Regions from separate parts of the Gossypium hirsutum genome. Here region 2 is linked to region 1. A link is a contact called in public Hi-C data. All regions are on one chromosome and are shown on one strand. The core of a region is the stretch at or near the end of the contact, and the rest is flanking DNA. Distances in the headings are between cores, read along the strand shown. Region 1 holds the start of LOC121203024 (U4/U6 small nuclear ribonucleoprotein Prp31 homolog). Region 2 overlaps LOC107886611.

Region 1 (6,963 bases), core at 2,609-5,108:
AAATTGTATATACGTGAATATTTTAATATCTGACGACATATCGACAAAATGTGACACTTAGTGTGCGGGGCAATCAAATATGGTACTCAGTGTACGAAATATTGAGAATGGCACTTAGTGTACGAAATATTGAGAATGGCACTTAGTGTGTGAGATATTGAGAATGACACTTCGTGTGCAAAATATCGAATGATTCAAAGGGCAATTATAAATTGTGATTGAATGATTAAATAGAGTAAAGTGAATAGGTATACATGCTATATTATATTAATTGTTTATGAGACGACTTTATAATGGTGATATTCGGGCTTTGAGCCTAGCAAGCTTTAAGCTGGTGAATAATATTATCGAGCTTCGGGCCTAGCAGGCTATAATGCCGGTGAAATGATATCGGGCTTCAAGCCTAGCAGGCGAAATGCCGGTGAATAAGTTCAGACTTAAAGTCTAGCAGGCTTCGTGCCGGTGATGAATTCGGGTTTAAAATCTAGCAGGCTAAATGCCGGTGATTTGATAAAAGTCTAAGACTATGAGACCTTGTGTTAAATCGGCAATTGAATTCGTTCAATACATTAAGTTGGCCAGGTATGTGATATATACTTATGCATGTTAGATCGATTGGAATTGAATCATGAATGTGAAATGAGAAGCATAGGTGAAAATGCCTATGTCATATATGTGAGTAAGGGTAAAACCATCGTAAATTATCGATAAGGGTGGGCTATGTGCGGAACCATCTTATAATTGCTAATTTGAACGGTTGTGTGCGAATCATTGAGCATGATGTATTGTATTGAGATTATGCTTAAGTGAAATTATAGATATGTGATGAAATTGATTGGTGATATACATGTTTAAATAATGTGAATGCAAAGAATGTGTGAAAGAGTAAATTTGTAATAAATCTGCTTGGGACAACAGCAATAATGTGATTTTGGAAAATCACCATAAATTTTGGGAGTTGATTTAGAAGCTGAATAAATTATATAATTAAATCTTAATGAGTCTAGTTTCTTATAAAAGAAACCGTGTAAGCAAAAGAATTGCTGATAATGAGATATTTGAAGTGGCGTGGGATAGAGTCAAATGATTTCAGGGTCCCCTGTTCTGTTTTTAGAAAATCATTATAATTTGTACAAAAATGGTTATAAGATAAAATTTATATGCGTAGACTCCTTAATGAGTCTAGTTTCAAATGAAATCAACGAGAACATATTTTTAATTCTGTACAATGAGAAATTTGATTCGTAGTGAAGAGTGGTCAAATTAGTCAAACGGTGAAATAGGGAAAATTTTAAGAAAAATCTGGTATTGATTGGTCAAACCAAAAATTCTAAAAATTTTATGGATGGAAGATATATGAGTATATTTTCAGGGAAAATTAACGGCAATTGATTTTGAGTTTCGTAGCTCCAGTTATAAATAATTTAGTGACTGTTGCTCAGGAAGACAACTTGTAGTGAATTTGTGATTATGTTGTAAACATTGATAAAACTTGTTAATGAGTTGCTTATTGTTTTCATATGAACTTACTAAGCGTAAAGCTTACTCTCCCTTCCTTTCCCATGTTCTTTAGGGTTGTCAGGTTTGCTCGGGTTGGAGTTCGTCGGAGATATTATCACACTGTCAAGCTAACGCTATTGGTGTAGTGATTTCAAGTACTTTGAGTCTATGGCATGTATAGGAGTTTAAATATTAGAGTATGTGATATGACTTTAACCATATGTGTTGGCCTATTTTGACTATGTGGCTATAAATCCATTTTAATTATGCATGTATGTGCTATGGTGTTACGTGATGAGTTTATAATGATTATAGCATGAATGTGGTAAAGATGTGAGTAAAATCTATGATATCTATTGCATGTGAAATTGCCATAATCATGATATGTTAGGAATGTTTAAGTACCTAATTTTGCCATGTTGTATGTTATTGTATAAGTATGCGCGCATGTGTTGTGAGTGTGACAAAATGGCTTGGAAAATAGCCTTGTATTTGTCCACACGGGTAGGCACACGGGCGTATGTCATGGCCGTGTTTTAAAGTCAGTGTTGTACATGGGATAAAGGCACGGGCGTGTCTCAAGTCACGCAGGCGTGTGTGACTATACGGTCTATATTCACACGGGCGTGTAGAACCTTAAAGCATGAATTTTTTAAGTTTTTCTTAAGTTCTCGGTTTAGTCCCGAATCGTCTCTAATGTATGTTTTGGGTCTCGTGAGCCCGTTTAAGGGACAAAATTTTTGTGAAACGAAAAGTTTTAAATTGATCAAAATTTTATGGCTCGATTTTATATAGTTGATTGAGTTCAAGTCAGGTAACACCTCGAACCCTGTCCTGGCGTCAGATACGGGCGAAGGGTGTTACAAATTTTATTAAACCCAAGCCTAGAAGAATTTCATATAGGTCCTTAACAGCCTAGCTCTTTCATTTTTTCACATTTCAACCCCTCAATTTATACTTTTCACAATTAAACCCCTAATAGGCATTTTTACTCAAAATCACTTAACAAAACTTGTATAATTATCAACAAATATTCATTTTTCATCATAAAACATTCAAAAGCTCAAGCATTCATCAATGGCACTTCAAAAAATCATTAACAACTTCAAAAATTAAGGCATGTGCTAGCTAGAATACAAAACAACGATCTCAAAAATGTAAAAATAATAAAAAACAGAGCTAAAACCATACTTTGATTGCTTAAATATGCCTAGCCGAATGAAGAACCCTAGTTCTTCTTGCTCTTCTTCTAAATTCGGTTAAAAAGATGATAATGAGGCATGAATTTTACTTTGTTTTATTAATATATATCATTTAAATACTAAATACCAATTTTAACCTTAATAAACATTAATAATAGCACCAAATACTATGCCATTATCATCCATAAACTATTAAATGGTTTAATATCATCATAAGGACTTTTGGTTTAATAAATCATAGCAATTAAACACCTTAAATAAATAAAATGCAACTTTTTGCATTTTACGTAGTTAAGTCCTTTTTCTCAAATTAAGCATTCAAACGCTAAAATTATTTCACGAAACTTTAACACATATATATTCACATGCTATAAACACCAAAAATAATATTAAAATAATTTTTTGACCTCGAATTTGTAGTTCCGAAACCACTGTTCTGATTTAGATAAAACTGAGCTGTTACTTTTCATAACATTTCTTATAAATAATATAATTTTTTATCATAATTTTATAAAATTATAACATTTTTTTACGAATAAGCATATTATTTTTATAATATATAGCATCGACACATAAATAATTTAAATCCATTTTTTTACTATAATTTTTTATAAATAAATATAATATACACTTATATAACATTAGATTATTTTTTATAATAAATTTTATTGTCCTAACATTAAAAAAATTAAGACTTAAGTAATATAATTTTTATTATAACTTTATAAAATACACATAAATTATGTTATAATATAAATTTTTAAGATTTATAATATAATAAATCTTTGATTATAATCGTCCTAAACACTTATATATGTTCATGCTTATAATATAAAAATTTATAACTTAAACTTGTAACAAAATATTTTTTTAAAATTAAAATTGAGTGTAATTATCTGCATAATTACTCCGATTCTCACTCACGCTTTAAGAATTAGAATACTCCAATTATACCAAATTCTCAATAAAATCCGCCAATTATAATTCAATTATTAAACAACTTTTCAAACACTATGTAAGAATTAAAAAGAGTAATTCAAATACTCAAATTAACAACTACGATGATCACCAAAACATACCGCACTTACCGACAAATCCAATTACTGGTGGCTTTTTAAATACTATCTATATATACAATTTTTGAAAAAATAGATGAGCATGAAATTTTTACCAAGATGGATTAAAGCATAAATGATTTCGGGCCAACATAGGAATAGAATGTCTAGCCCATACAAAAGCCGACTCGATAGCATGTTCAAGAAGTTTCCCTATAAATTATTTTCGCTATCTCCCAAATGTTCGTTTATTTGCTCTTCTTTTCTCCGATTAGGGTTCCTTCATTATTCTATTTAGGAAATTTTAATTTTCAACTTGTTTTCGTTTATTCTCTTCGATTTTGGGTTAAACCCTAGAAGGCTCCTCGCGAAAACGTCAGATGGTTAGTTTTCCTTTCTCTAATTACTCTACTTTTTTTTTCTTCTGGAATTATAACACTTTTCTTTCAATAAAATAATTGCATCTAGCTGTCTGTTCTTTTACTTGGTTGTAATTTTCAGGCAACTTTAGCTGATTCATTCCTTGCGGACCTTGATGAATTATCAGACAACGAAGCCGATGTTCTGGTGAGTTGAAACTATACTTACCTTTTCTATTTTGAGTTTCAGCCTCTTTTTTTTTTATTCGATACTTAATCTGAATCGTAATGTTCATATCATTCTTTCAGGAGGAAGAAAATAATGATGTCGCAAACATGGAAGAAGATATTGATGGTGACCTCGCGGATATCGAAACGCTTAACTACGATGATCTGGACAGTGTTTCCAAATTGCAAAAAAGTCAGAGATACATTGATATTATGCAGAAAGTGGAAGATGCGCTCGAGAAGGGTTCTCATATATCAAATCAGGGCATGGTACTGGAAGATGATCCTGAGTATCAGCTGATTGTGGACTGTAATGGACTATCAGTTGATATCGAGAATGAGATTGTTATTATCCATAATTTTATACGTGATAAGTACCGATTGAAGTTTCCTGAGCTTGAATCGCTTGTGCATCATCCAATTGATTATGCTCGTGTGGTGAAAAAGATTGGCAATGAGATGGATTTAACCCTTGTGGATTTGGAAGGGCTTTTGCCTTCAGCTATCATTATGGTTGTTTCAGTTACAGCATCAACTACCAGTGGCAAGCCACTTCCTGAAGATGTTCTCCAGAAAACTGTTGATGCGTGTGATCGTGCTCTGGCTCTGGATACTGCAAAGAAGAAGGTTCTTGAGTTTGTAGAAAGTAGAATGGGATATATTGCACCAAATCTTTCTACTATTGTTGGAAGTGCTGTTGCTGCTAAACTTATGGGTACTGCTGGCGGTCTTTCAGCATTAGCTAAGATGCCTGCTTGTAATGTTCAGCTGCTTGGTGCGAAGAAAAAGACCCTTGCAGGGTTTTCCACTGCAACGTCACAGTTTCGTGTTGGGTATATTGAACAGACAGAGATTTTTCAAACTACACCCCCTGCTTTGAGGAGTCGTGCTTGTCGTCTCTTGGCTTCTAAAGCAACTCTTGCAGCACGTATAGACTCTACTAGAGGGGATCCTTTAGGGAATGCTGGAAAAACCTTAAAGGAAGAAATTCATAAGAAAATTGAAAAATGGCAAGAACCACCTCCTGCAAAGCAGCCTAAACCACTTCCTGTTCCTGATTCTGAACCTAAGAAAAAGAGGGGTGGTCGTCGCTTAAGGAAGATGAAAGAAAGGTAGTTCTGTTATTTGGATTATCATTGAAATGTTTGTTTTTTTCTTTTAAAATTTTTTTCCAGCAATTTGTTTGTGCATTCTGCATTTTTCTTATATCTATGTATGTTATTTTCAGGTATGCTATAACAGATATGAGGAAGCTAGCGAACAGGATGCAATTTGGAGTACCTGAGGAAAGCTCTTTAGGTGAACTTTGATTTTTCTAATTTCTGAAGAATCATTTTTAGTTTTTCTTTTTTTTTTTCTTTAATGATGCTTGAACTCAAAAACCATGTTTTGGGTCTTCAATAGGCTTGTAACCTCTGATTATGTAAATACGATAATGCTTAACTACCTTCTTTAATGAAATGTCTAGTTCTGTATATTCTCTTGAGGAGTTACTTTCATGGAGCAGTTTCTAGAATCTATTTATCAACTAAGAAGAACTTAACCTATTTCCCACGGCTTTCTGACTGTTCATTTCCCTTTTGATATTAGGTGATGGACTAGGTGAAGGTTATGGAATGCTTGGTCAGGCTGGGAGTGGCAAACTGCGTGTTTCAATTGGTCAGAGCAAACTTGCAGCCAAAGTTGCTAAGAAGTAGGTTCTCCTGTTCTTTTTTTTCCCCTTAATCGGTTAGCTTAATTTAGTATTTTTGCTGTTCATCTCTCAAATTCAACCTTGCATGTTGATCTCCTGGGTGATACACTTTTTCCTTCACTTCAGGTTCAAGGAAAAGAATTACGGAAGCAGTGGTGCCACCTCTGGGCTGACTTCAAGTTTGGCATTCACACCTGTGCAGGTATATATGGCTTCTTCTAATTTGACCATGAGCTGAAGGGATGTCAGTATATGTTGTTTTTATTTTGACATATTTGACATAGGAAAGATTTGAGAAGTTTGCGTACATGGCTTTATTAGGTGCAAGAAAGGGTTAGAACCTAGGAGTCTAAATAGTGTAAAGTTTAGGTTATTACTATATCTTTTGGTTGGCATTTTTGCATTGTTGACTTAAATTGTAAGAAAGAGTTCTGGAGATGTGGAAGACTGAGGGAACAAGGTCAGGTTTCTGGTTATGAAAGCACATGACATATTTTTAATTTTTAGGTAGTAGCATGTGTGCATGTGTTCGAGGTTTAACAAACTTTAGAGGGTTAACTTCTGATATGTGGCTGATTGGCTTTATGTTTATATGTAACATTGATCATTCTAAAATTTAGGACTGTAATTTGTGATGATTGTTTTCTCTATTTTCTATGTAGAATAGGAGAAAAGTTGGCAAAAGTCTTAGTTTGAACTTCTTTTGACATGGATCAAGCAGACATTATATTTTTGTTCGTGTGGGTAATGATTGGCATTTTTTGTTCATCAGGGGATTGAGCTCACAAATCCTCAAGCTCATGCACATCAGCTTGGCAGTGGAACTCAAAGTACTTACTTCTCAGAGACAGGAACATTTTCAAAGATCAAGAGGACATAGAAAGGGAAGAAGCTCACCTAATTAGATGACATTTGGTTATGCTGTA
Region 2 (7,104 bases), core at 4,353-6,852, 170 kb before region 1:
GCCGAATGGAGCACGAATTTCCTTCTATTAAACAGGCAGATCATGTAGTGGTTTATAATCCTATATTTGAAGAAAATTCTTTTGTGAATGTAGAAGTGAAAGAAGGAGTGTTGGATGCTGGAAATCATTTAGCAGTAGTGTTTAATAATAAAAGATCTTTGGAGACTAGAGATTCGGCTGGTAGTAATCTTGTTAAGGTGGGTTGTAAAAGTCAGATTACTAAAAAGTCTGTTTCTAAAGGTGGTTGGAAGCTTAACAAAACCTTAAAATGTTCAGGTAACAGATTTAAATTTTCTAAAAATTCCTGGGTCTCTTTTGCTGATTCTATGAAGAGGGTTGCTACTCTTATTACTTCTGAAATTGAGAAGTAGTCTACTAAGGATTTGTCAAGGCGCCTTGAAGAGGAAGCGGATATTTCTTCTTCTGCTTGTCAATAAGATAAGTTTTCCTCATTTTATCCTTTTTTTATTTATTCCATGAATTTATCTATTCTGTCTTGGAATGCACATGGATATGCGTCGGATAAGTTCTTGCGTGCTTTTCACAAATATAGTTTTCAATACAAGCCAGACATTATTAGTCTTCTAGAACCACGCATTAGTGGGTCAAAAGCTGATTTAATTATTGCGAAGATTGGCTTGGATAAGGCACATCGTGTTGAAGCAGTTGGTTTCTCAAGAGGTATCTGGATATGTTGGAAGAGTTCGATTAATCTGAAGGTTGTGAGGAATCATCCTCAATTTATTCTTACTCGTATTTGTTCGGACTCGTTCCCAAGGCCGATTCTTGTTGCTTTTATGTATGGGAGCCCAGATAAGTTGAAAAGGAATATATTGTGGAATGATTTAAGCCGCTCAGTTTCTGTTTGAGATGAACCTTGGATGGCTATTGGGGATTTGAACGCTATCCTTTCCTCCGTTGATAAAAAAAGTGGTCATATCAAAGGCCACAGATGCTAGTCTTTTGGAGCTTTTATGGATAAAGCTAACCTGCATGATCTGGGATTTCAAGGACCTCCTTTTATGTGGCATCGTGGTACTCTTTCGGAAAGATTTGGTAGGGCAGTGAGCAATGGGAGCTGGTTAGATTTATTTCCTGACTGTGTGGTGACTCATTTGCCTAGGATTAAGTCTGATCATCGTCCGCTCCTCCTGAATCTTTATTCTTAGGTTAGGAATGTTTCTAATCATCCTTTCAGATTTCTGGCTGGCTGGTTGCAGCATCATAATTTCTCTGATTTCGTTAAGGAAAATTGGAGTTTTTATGGGAACATGACCAATGCTATTGCTTGTTTCACGGATAGACTTAAGAACTGGAATAATTGTGTTTATGGCCATATTAGCCAAAGGAAACGTCGTTTGGTGCACAAGCTCTCCAATGTACAACGTACCATAGATCTTTTAGAGTCTAATTCTCTTCAGCATAAAGAATTTATAATCTGGGAGGAGCTTGAAAGCATTCTTTATCATGAAGAGATTTTCTGGAAGCAAAAGTCGAGATGTGAGTGGTTAAAACTGGGGGACCGAAACACTAACTATTTTCATAGACATACTCTATAGAGGAGGAAGTCTAATAAAATCACGGCCTTACGTGGTGCTGATGGGAATTGGATTTTTGATCAAGACATACCCAGGTCGGAAGTGGTTAATTTCTTTCAAAAACTCTATAGAGAAGACCCTAACTCGGCAGGTAATTTGCCTCATAGTGCTTTTCCTGGCTTAAACTCTGAAGATGTGGATTTTTTGGGCGTAATGTTACGAGTGAAGAAATTAAGGTTGCTCTCTTTGACATGGAACCTTTTAAAGCCCCTGGTAGTGATGGGTTTCAGGCTGGTTTTTTTCAGAAGCAATGGGAGATTATTAGAGAGGACATATGTGATTGGGTTAAAAATTTCTTTGATGGTGAAATCATTGATCCTGAATTTAATAATACTCTTATTGTGTTAATTCCCAAGGTTCAGAATCCAGAAAATTTCTCTCAATTCAAGCCGATTAGTCTTTGTTCTGTCCTATACAAGTTAGTCATGAAGATTATTGCTAATAGATTTAAGGTTATCTTTTCGAAGATCATTGGCCAAGAATAAACAGGTTTCATTATTGGGTGAAGCATTATTGATAATGTCATTTTCGCTCAGGAAGTTTTGCACACTATGAGAGTTAAGAAGAGCCTCCAGTGGATGGCTATTAAGATAGATCTGGAAAAGGCGTACGATATGGTTAGATGGGACTTTGTGGAGGCTTTGCTCATTACAGCAGGTATTCCCTCTCATTTGACTAAAGTTATTATGAATGCTATCACGCTTTCTTTTATACAGGTCCTATGGAATGGTGAGCCAACTCAGAAGTTTAAGCAGGTAAGAGGTATTCATCAAGGGTGTCCTTTGTCTTTATATCTCTTTGTTTTATGCATAGAATGGCTGGGTCATAGATTCCATGGTAGCATCTTAGCAAAGGAGTGAAGTCCTATTCGGCTTTCAAGATCTGGACCGAGTCTTTCGCATTTGTTCTTCACTGATGATTTAGTGATCTTTAGCAGAGTCGACGTGATGCACAGTGGTCTCCTTACGAAGTATCTTAGTAAATTTTGCGAGATTTTTGGTCACAAAGTTAATGCTAAGAAAACAAATGTGTTATTCTCTGTAGGGGTTAATATATCTTCAAGAAATGAGATCAAGGACATACTTGGTTTTCACGAAGTTAATAACTTAGGTCATTATCTCGAGGTTTCTCTTTTTCATATAAGAGTAACCAAGAGTATCTTGGATTTTTTAGTGGAAAAAGTTCGAAATAGACTCTCGAGTTGGGATGCCAAAAGCTTCTCTTTTGCTGGAAGGGTCACCGTAGGCTATTCCAAGCTATTTCATGCAATCTTCCCTTGTTCCTAAGGGAGTCTGTGACACTATTGAAAGTCTTATAAGACAATTCATTTGGGATGCCGCGGAAAGTAAAAGGAAGATAGCTTTAGTTAAATGGGAAAACCTTTGTCAGCCTAAAGATAATGGAGGCCTTGGTTTTCGTCGTTTGAGTGATCAGAACAGTGATTTTATGATGAAACTTGGTTATAATCTTATTTTTAAGATTGGAACTCTTTGGGTTCAAGTTCTAAGAGGCAAGTATGGAATGAAGGAGAGTATGCCTGACTCTATTATAAGGAGCAGTTGTTCTTATATGTGGAGAGCTGGTGCTAGAGCTTGGCCTCTGTTGCGTAGCTTTATGATTTGGTCCATTGGTGATGGTAAGTCTGTTTGCTGTTGGGAGGGTTGTTGGGTTCCTGATAAAGGATCTCTCAAAAATTATGTGTCGGGATATGGTTTTTTCGATCCTAAGACCACTGTTAGTGAGATGGTTTTGCCTAATGGGGTGTGGAATCTTGCCCTTTTTAGATTATGGTTACTTGAAGATGTAGTGGAGCGCATCATTAGCATTCCTCCTCCCATGATTCAGGCTGGATCGGATTGCCTCTCTTAGTCAAGAACAACGTCTGAAGTTTTCTCTGTGAAGAGTGCTTTCATGTTTTGAAAGAGGAATCTTGGCATCCGTAAGAGACAAAATGGAAAAAGATTTGGAAAATTCCAGGGTTGCATCGTGTGAAACATTTCCTCTGGTTAATTCTCAAACAAAGACTTTTAACTAACTCGGAGAGAGTTAGAAGGGGTATTGAGCAGGACGCGTCATGTCAACTTTATGGTCATTCCATGGAGGATGCTTTGCATATTCTTAGAGACTGTGCATTTGCAAAGGAAATTTGGCATCAGATCATTCCTACTTCCTAGCTTAGGAATTTTTTCTCTGTTACAGTGTTTGATTGGCTTAATTCGAATTTGCAACTTTATTCTTCCAATAGGCAGAGCGATGGGTCTTGGCCTTGCCTCTTTGGGATCATTCTTTGGTGCATTTGGAAGAACCGAAATTTAATTATTTTTCAAGGAGCTGGCTTGAGTTCGAAGGATATTATCAGTGCTTCTTTTAGTTGGGTAAAACATTTTCTTTACTCTTTTAATGAAGGAATGGATTTGTAGCCGAAGCAGTTCTCAGTTTGCCAGAATTCAGGTATGTATGTAGTTTTTAATACTGATGGTGCTGTTCACTCTGTGTCGGTCTTTCTGCTGCAGGTGGTGTGCTGTGTAACAATAAAGGGAAGTGGATCCTTGGTTTTTCTCACTTCTTGAGGAAATGCTCTGTCGCCACTGCTGAACTATGGGGCTTGCTGGATGGTTTGCTCATCTCTCAAAAATAAGGCTATAATGAGGTCATCATTCGTTCAGATAATCTTGAGAATGTGATCTTGATTAGTGAAAGCAAGGCTGGTATTTCTAATAATGCACTTATTAAGAGGATACAACAAATTTTGGCTTCGGAAGAAAATTGGTTCTTGACTTATGTTCCGAGAGAAACCAATCGGGTTGCTGATGCTTTGGCTAAAATATCCCTGTCAAGTGGTTCCTCCCTGCGTATCTTCGAGTCTCCTCCTTCTAGTATAAAAGATATTTTGCAGGACGATAATTTTGTTGATAACTCTCTCATGAATCATTTTATGTAATCGATTGTTTTGTTTACCAAAAAAAAATTAGGATAACAACTATATCAATTAAACTAGGATTGAATCTGTAATTTAATTATTATTGTATATTAAAAATTGTCACTCCAATTATGTTTTGGATTAATATGAGGTATATGGAAAAAAAACAGAAGTAGCATTACCGTAATTTATTTAAACAGAGAGCCTTGTGTTAATTTAAAAGAAATAATAACAACTACTTATTTTATTCCTTAAGAGAAAAGGAAAAAAAATTATATAAATTCCACAGCGTTCCGTCGACTCGTCCCAACTTCCACCCACCACCCGGTACGGACATGGAAACACGTGTAACACTCCCGCCATCGTATCCTCGCAAACGACCTAAACACGAAGTGGGGCCCATATTCATCATCCGTCCACGTCGTCCTCAATAAGGGAAGATCGTGGGTTTATCTTAGTTAGCCCCCCGCGACACGTGGTAACCACGTGAGAATAAAAAGGTAGAAGTGCTGCCTTGGGGGGGGGCCTTACTCGCTCCTAAAATTTTCGAACCGAATGCGTGGGGCCCAATATTATCTGGTCGCCGCATTCCGCGGATTGGCTGATCAATGTAAAAGGCGGGCCCCATTTCGTCCCTATCCAAAACCCATTCGATGGGTTCCATTTTAGCTAAGAATGTTCCATATCGTATCTTTCACGCATCCATTTTCTTTTATTTTCTACCTATGATTTAATTCCATAGACAGAGCCGAGTTACCATGTATGATGTATGTGATGAAATTAATTTGTAAGTATTATTGTTGATTTGCAACATTAAGCTCTGACTACAAATATTATTTATTTTTTGAATAGAATTATTAGTAGTAAGCATAAGGACTAGCAGCGTGCTTCAAAATTTGACCTTTAGATTACCATAATCATGACGTGTGAATGCTTAAAATTCTTCCAAATCCTTTGTAACGTATCAATCAATCACGACTTTTTTAACTCTGTAAAGCCAAACATGAGGTCTTTTCTAAGCACTGAAGAATGAGGGTTGCATGCCCATAAAGAGGCCCAAACTGGCAAGCCCAGCAAAAAAAGAAAAATGAAAAAATGTAATAGATTAGGTCTCTCTAAAAGTAGAGTTATCTGCTTGGTTCCGTAGATTTGATCTATTCAAATCCTGGCTCGAGCCGATATACAATTTTAATGATACAAATAAAGGTAAATTATTTATTTGGTCACCTAATTTTTAGGATGTACTTTTTTTGATCATACAAATATTTTTTTTTTGTAATTTTCTCACCTCCATTAGAAGACTTTCATTTTGGTCCTCCAGACCTTAAATCTCCAAGGACAGCTGATTAGTCATCATTTTTTTTTAATTTTTGACCCAGCACTGTTCATCTTCTTCCTCCTGAATCAATTTTTCTCTCCAAGCCATTTCTTTCTTTTCTTTCTTTGCTAACAGCAGGTATGTGCACACCAAAGGGAGGGAGGGAGAGATGAGTTCGCTTAAGCTCCAAAAACAACTCTCAGAGAGCATTCTATAGTGTGGAAAATGAAAGGTTTGGCTCGATGCAAATGAAGTCAACGAGATCTCCATTGCCAATCAACTTTGATCGTTTTGTAATAATAAATTTTAAGTCGAGGTATGATACTATGATTCGGACTTGATTTCGCATCGTTTGCTGCCAAATTGTGAAAACGAAGCGAAATGCTTTAAATTTTTAGGAATTTAATATGTGATAACTGATGTAGTTTACTTACAAGCTTTTTTTTTTTCTTAGTGATCTATAACAGTAGAGTGTTATAAAGTTTACTCAGATAAGCTTTTGCATATATACAATTCGATTTCTGGTTATGCTGTTATTTATTTGTTTACTTCTTCTGAGAAAGAAAACGATTTCAAGTAAAGCATATAGTGAATGCTACATCAATTGACTTGGGATTTCCTGCATGAGAAAATCAAAATTTCAGATTAGTAATAGTGCTGCAAAAGGTTAAATCATTGTTTTCTCTTCTCATATTTATAAATAAATTTCTTTTTCATCTTTTCCTAACAGGTTCAAGTTGATGTAATCTATTAATAGTCGATGGATTTGTTAGTTTGTTTGTAGCTTAGCACAAAAAATTGTTCTTTTTTTAGTTATTGTCATGTTGATATTTGGATTGGCAATTGCAGGCCATAATATAAGGAAGCTGGTTAAAATGGTTTTATCATCAGGAAACCAATTGAGATTCAGGGTTAATTTGGCAATCCTTTTTTAGAATTACTTTTGAAAAGTACTTTTGAAAAATTTAGTTTAAAATTTGAGTGTTTAGCATTACTCTCAAAAAGTACTTTTGAGAAATAAAATGTCCATTTTAGACATGTTATTATCAAGTAACAAATATACATTTAAATAATATTTAAATTAGTTAATATTATTATATTTTAGTAAGAATATAAAAAAAATTATTGTAATTTCTTAATATTTTAATATAAAATATAAAATTATATATTTTTAAGCAATAAATATTAATTATTTATAAAATTTAATTAGAATATATAAATTATATTTTAAATATTTAAATATAACTATTAAATATTTGTAATTAGTA

Evidence for each region. A called contact is a pair of places that touch in the nucleus more often than the background predicts.
Region 2: a Hi-C map of leaf shows a contact between it and region 1, with 2.9 times the contacts expected there. The contact joins the enhancer-like site here to the promoter of LOC121203024 in region 1. A contact is called at or near these places in 5 of 34 Hi-C or Micro-C datasets (all in leaf).

Annotation. Positions count from the first base shown.
Region 1 is chrA03:99,441,787-99,448,749 of Gossypium_hirsutum_v2.1, reverse strand. LOC121203024 (U4/U6 small nuclear ribonucleoprotein Prp31 homolog) reads left to right here and starts at 3,858. Exons shown (of 7, transcript XM_041099860.1): 1 at 3,858-4,140; 2 at 4,259-4,324; 3 at 4,426-5,456; 4 at 5,573-5,643; 5 at 5,935-6,037; 6 at 6,164-6,239; 7 at 6,810-6,963. The coding sequence starts at 4,138. The coding sequence ends at 6,917.
Region 2 is chrA03:99,613,844-99,620,947 of Gossypium_hirsutum_v2.1, reverse strand. LOC107886611 reads left to right here. Exons shown (of 3, transcript XM_016810636.2): 2 at 94-197; 3 at 277-4,663. The coding sequence ends at 330. Among protein-coding and RNA genes, the nearest start is that of LOC107886611, 5.2 kb to the left of the region's middle. Within about 2 kb of position 5,602, at least 9 of the 9 cell types and tissues checked have an H3K27ac peak or open chromatin away from gene starts, as enhancers often do. A contact at or near this core is called in leaf, where this site is marked.